Regions from separate parts of the Mus musculus genome. Here region 2 is linked to region 1. Evidence: chromatin contacts called from public promoter capture Hi-C data. All regions are on one chromosome and are shown on one strand. Each heading gives the region's core, a stretch centred on a gene start, on an enhancer-like site or on the middle of the called end of the contact. The rest is flanking DNA. Distances are from core to core; before and after follow the strand shown. Region 1 holds the start of Hand1 (heart and neural crest derivatives expressed 1). Region 2 holds the start of Igtp (interferon gamma induced GTPase).

Region 1 (2,700 bases), core at 14-2,513:
TCACACGTCAGTGCAGTATTTAAGTCATTTCCTACTTTCATTCTCAACCTGGCTTCCAGAAGGGCCCAGGGAAGACTCAAAACACCTTCAGATTTAAAACAAACTATAATATAGAATATAGCCCCTTCTTGGAAGCCCAAGGTTTTCAATTCATCTTGTAAGGCCCTACGATCACTTTTAAAAAGCAAAATTCTATGTTCACTCAGCAATGACTGTGCACACAATGGCAGACTGTGTCGACCTCAGAACTCTCCCTAGTCTTTCAGAGTCCCACCCAGAACACAGCTCAGTGTTTGCAGGCCTGTTCTTACTTACCCCAGCCCGCACCCTTAGCTGGAACTTATAAGCCCCGGGACTCACCAACTCCCTTTTCCGCTTGCTTTCGCGACCACCATCCGTCTTTTTGAGTTCAGCCTTGAAGGCCTCGGGGTCACCTGCTTGTGCATCCTTGGCCAGCACGTCCATCAAGTAGGCGATGTAACTGGTAGCCAGGCGCAGAGTCTTGATCTTGGAGAGCTTGGTGTCGGCGGGCACATTGGGGATGCACTCACGCAGCTCCGCGAACGCGCTGTTAATGCTCTCTGTGCGTCTCCTCTCCTTCTTGGGTCCTGAGCCTTTTCGTTTGGGCAGGCGGCTTCCAAGAGCCTCCAGCCGACCTGGGCTCTGACTCGGCCTGGCATCGGGACCATAGGCAGCCGCTGCTACTGCGGTGGTAGGTGGTGGCCCGCCGGCAGGGAAATCTGGGGCAGCATCAGCCGGGCTCAGCAGCCAGCTCTGGAAGTAAGGCCGCTCCTGGTGGCAACGCGAGGCCGGGCCAAACAGGAAGGGTTCGTGGAGCATGGGGTGCGGCGGGTGTGAGTGGTGATGATGGTGATGATGTGCGTAGCTGCCCACGAGGTTCATGTTGGAGAGGCTCCTGGCCTGTGCTGTCAGCCCAATTAGCACCGCCCCATGCGCCCCACAGAAGGGGGTCACCGTGGGCTCCAGAGGCAGCGAACTGGCTGGGGTTTGGAGAGTCCTGAGCGAGCAAGGCTGGAGATGACACGAAGGACCTGCCGACCTCTTGAAGGTTTCTGTAGGCAACGAGGGAGAAGGGTTCAGACGTCCAAAGACCGGGTTTAACCCTTCTGCGGACTTGCCACCAGGATCCTGCTTATATAAGGCCTCGGCTTTGATGTCAACCTCTAGCCGGAGCCAATGGCAGGAGGAGGGAAGGGGGTGGCGGTCCCAAGTTTTATGCTCAGCAAGCGCCACACAATTCTAAGCTGACCACAGGGACTGAAAACCCGCCCCGCCTATGTCCCTCCCCTCTCCCAGTTCCCCTCCTGGAAGGGCGGGGGCTACGAACTTGAGGCCAGGCCTGCTCACTCCCTGTACTGAACCTACCACCCTTTCTTCATGGATCCAAGGAAAGGATTCTAGAATTATCCCTTGAAAACAGACAGAGCCTCATCAACACACACACACACACACACACACACACACACACACACACACACACACACACACACACTTGATTTCACAGATAGGGAAACTGAGGACCAGAACAAATTGTTGTTTTTAGGCCTGAAATTCAGAATAGGATATGCAGCATTCCTGAACCCGAACTGCTCATCGTGGGAGCCTGAAGGCCATTGGGCCCAGCAGGGAAGTAGGCTAGGCCCTAACACCTATAGCCCCACCTTTAGGTCCCCTGCTTCAGGCAGGACCTGGAGCTGCTGCCCAACAAGGTGGTCTCCTGAGATCCAGTTCTCGCCCAGCTGCGGACTTCCAGAAGAGCCTTCAGAGGCCGAGGTGGAAGTGGGAGGGAAAGGGAGCGGGGCTTCCAGCTCTTGGGCACTGACCAGTTTGTTCCGGGCTTGGGGGTTGGGGGTGGAGACGGTGGCTGATCTCTGCTCCTCTAGCCTCTCAGGCGCCTGGTTCGGTGTAAACGCCGGCAGGCTGAGCTGGTGGCGAGGCAGCCTGGCGGCGCCTTGGCCCCAAGGCATCTCTGTGGCAGGACTCCCCGGTGTCTTCGGAAGATTCGCACGTAGGGCTAAGGAGCCGGCGACTGCTGGGCTGCTCACTCCATCTGGCTCGCCACCTGCATGAAAATCTTTGATCCTATAAAGATACTTCCACTGAGGCTCACACTGGAAGAAACCAGCCCACCCCCACCCCTGATATCCACGGAGAAACAGCCTAGGCGCTTCACACTCACTCTGCTGAGGCAGGGAATATCTGTGCAACCTTGTGTTGCTCCCCATCAGCCTAGATTCTCCAAGGTGGGATTCCACAAAGAGATGGCTTTCCAAGAGTTGATAAGAACGTGGGAGACCAGGCTTTTAAGCTTGAAACTCTGGGTCTTCTTCATCTTTTCATTAAGGTCCCTGTCCCTAGGACCCCCTCCATCCTCACCAACATTTCTGGTCTCGCTCCTTCCCTAGGTGGGCTTGTGCCTATCAAATGTCAGTTAAGGGGGGAAATGAGATGATGTCAAATTCTTTTTAATTCGCTTCTGATCCAGCCACTCGAAAGTTGCTCGCTGAGGCCCAGCTTGTGTAAGACAATTACCAGGCAGGGACAGTGGGAGAGAGGCCACCGTGCGCAGACGGGATGTGAGGCCCAGTAGCAAGTGGGTAAGTGAAAACGAATGTGGAGTAGGTCGTGGGCTCAACAGATGACAGTCCCTGTGTGTGAAATCCTAGGAATGTGTGCGAA
Region 2 (2,700 bases), core at 173-2,672, 370 kb after region 1:
CTCTCACTGTAACTGGGGCTTACCAAATAGTCTAGGCTGGCTGGCCATCAGCCTATCTCCGTACTGGAGTTACTAGTACATATCACCACGTCTAACTTTTGACATGGGATCTGGAGGATTGAACTCAGGTCCCTGTGTGTGCACTGTAAGCACCTTACTGACTTCATCTCCCCAGCCTGTCAATCATCTATTGACCAAGTTCATCGATCAGGAACACTCCTGTGCAAGGGCATCTTGCAGAGTGCTGCCTGCTGTCATTTTCTGAGCGAGAGAAGTCACAGGTGGCAGAGACACTTAAAAATGAGATGACTTAGCAGGTAAAAGCACTGACTGCTCTTCCGAAGGTCCTGAATTCAAATCCCAGCAACCACATGGTGGCTCACAACCATCTGTATTAAGATCTGATGCCCAGGCCGGGAGAGGTGGCCACGCCTTTAATCCCAGCACTTGGGAGGCAGAGGCAGGCGAATTTCTGAGCTCAAGGCCAGCCTGGTCTACAGAGTGAGTTCCAAGACAGTCAGAGCTATACAGAGAAATGTCCTGTAACTCCGGTTGCACGGGTTCCAACTCTCTGCTCCGACCTCCGAGGCTCATGCACATGCACACCTATTGAAGGGAGGGATGGGGGAGGGAGGGAGTCAGGATGTTAGGGACAGTGAGTGAAAATGAAAGACCAGGTCAGTAAATGGCCTGGGGTGGGGGGAGCCCTGGGGGCATGGACTGTGCAAATGAGCACACACTTCCCATCAGCCACTTACCCTGCTAAGCAATTACACAGGGAAACTAGCCCATTCCCCTCTACCTGGGCACTCAGTGGTCCAGGGCATCACTGTACACAAAAAAAAAAGGAGAGGGGGAGGGGGAGAGGGGGGAGGGGGAGGGGGGAGGGGGAGGGGGGGAGAGTGTTTATTTTTATTTTTTGGTTTTTGTTTTGCTTTGTTTTAAATATTTTTCCTGAACTCAAGAGAAACCGGTGGGCAGAAGGAGACCACTTAAAGGTGGCATATTCTGCCGCATACTTTGATCCTGGGGAGACGACAGAATTGGAACAGGGCAGAGTAGGTGGAATTTCTGCCCCTGAGCTGAGTGGGCGGGAAGGAGCGAGTAGACAATGAGAAGCGACAGAAGCCCCAAGGAGCAGCAATGAAGGGCGAGTAGTTCTCCAAGGACCAAGTTCGCTGGGTCTCAACATGGTGCCATCATTAAGAGGGGCTCCGGAAAGGAGGTAGCAGGGTCAGACAAGGCAGCTCTGACCGAAGTCTGAATGGCAGGCTTCACGGGCAGACTTCTGACCTCTATACCTGGAATCTGGCCCAGTTACCCCTCTCTTTGAAGAAGAACGTGGCCTCTGAGTGCTAACTCCCGAAAACTAGCCATTTCTAGGAACTGAAACTGAAAGCTGTTCGGGCATCAGGCCCCGCCCCTTGGGGAGGAGGCAGGCAGGGCTCACGCCTAGAAGTTGGGGACTTACATCTGGGCCAACATAGATAGAGCAGGGTCTGAGAGGAAACCTAGGAGCTCAGGCTGCCCTTCAGCTGCTCCTGCCTCTTCTAATCGCTCTTCCCCACAGGACCCTGCCCCACCACACTTCTCTCTCTCCTGACCGTCCTGAGCCTGGATTGCAGCTTTGTAAGGCTTCTGAGCAGGTAGGTGAGGGGCTCCTGCTTGGCCTATAAACCTGCTCAGGGCAGGGGAGTCTGGGGTCAGGTGTTCCTCTGGGGCACCCTGTGCAGCAGGCACCCTCCTGCACTGTCTTCAGGATCGGAGTGCATGGTGTCTGGCTGAATCAAGTCCTTCCAATTCACCAGAGAGAAGCAGTGTGCTTCTTTTTTTACCTGGGTATCCCTGGGTTTGTGGGTCTTCTGAGGGAGCCTAGTTAAGAGAAAACAGGTGGGATTTTACTCAAATTCTCTTGGCCACTACTTCGATGACCCCTCAGGGGCCAGAGTCCAGGATCAGAACAGCCCACAGGTAATATTGGAACATTCTGGAATTGTGTAATGTGCATCTGTTCTCCATGTGCGACACGCAGGGGCTAGAACTCTGGCTTGGAAGGCTGGGTTCATAAGGAAACTTTTTGTCTAACTCTGTTGGGCATTATCTATCTGCCTTGGAGACGCTGGTTCTTCATCTGCCAGCATTTAATTTAATCTTTTGGAAGAGAGTATAACAAAATGCAACCCGACGGAACATAGTAACATAGGCAACCAATGGGCTGCCACTTCCACTGTGTATGTGACCTTTTTTGTGCAGGTGTGTGTGAGACTATTGCATTTGTGTGTGGGCCCGAGTGTCTGCTTGCCAGTGTGTATGTGTGTATAATCCAGAGGCTGACATTAGGGTGTCTTCCTCAGTCACTCTCCAATTTATTTCATTTTATTGAAATAGAATCTCTCAGTGAACCTCTTGGCTAGACTGACTGGCTGGCCAGCAAGCCCTCTGGGATCCTCCTCTGGACCTCCACCTCTCCAGCTAGGGTATTTTAGGCATGAGTATTGAAACTGGCTTTTATGTGGATGCCAGGGGTTCAAACTCCTGCTTGTGAGGCCAGTGCTTTCTTCATTGAGGCATCTCTTTCCCCCCCTTTCCCCAGAGTATTTAGAGAGATCTGGATCTTTATGGAGAATTGTAGTCAGCTTTAGATCAACCAGAAGCGTGACCAGGAACTGCTTTGTATAATTCAAGATGTCTTTCTTCTCT

The links. Promoter capture Hi-C pulls out the DNA fragments that hold promoters and counts their contacts.
Region 2: a promoter capture Hi-C map of second pharyngeal arch cranial neural crest shows a contact between it and region 1. The contact joins the promoter of Igtp here to the promoter of Hand1 in region 1. A contact is called at or near these places in 6 of 39 promoter capture datasets (cranial neural crest, embryonic stem cells, frontonasal cranial neural crest and 3 more) and 1 of 9 other capture datasets (embryonic stem cells).

What each region holds. Positions count from the first base shown.
Region 1 is chr11:57,830,884-57,833,583 of GRCm38.p6, forward strand. It overlaps Hand1 (heart and neural crest derivatives expressed 1), which reads right to left and starts at 1,264. Exons shown (of 2, transcript NM_008213.2): 1 at 361-1,264. The coding sequence starts at 903. It overlaps Gm32915 (a long non-coding RNA gene), which reads left to right and starts at 1,225. Exons shown (of 3, transcript XR_003949681.1): 1 at 1,225-2,618.
Region 2 is chr11:58,198,134-58,200,833 of GRCm38.p6, forward strand. Igtp (interferon gamma induced GTPase) reads left to right here and starts at 1,423. Exons shown (of 3, transcript NM_018738.4): 1 at 1,423-1,646.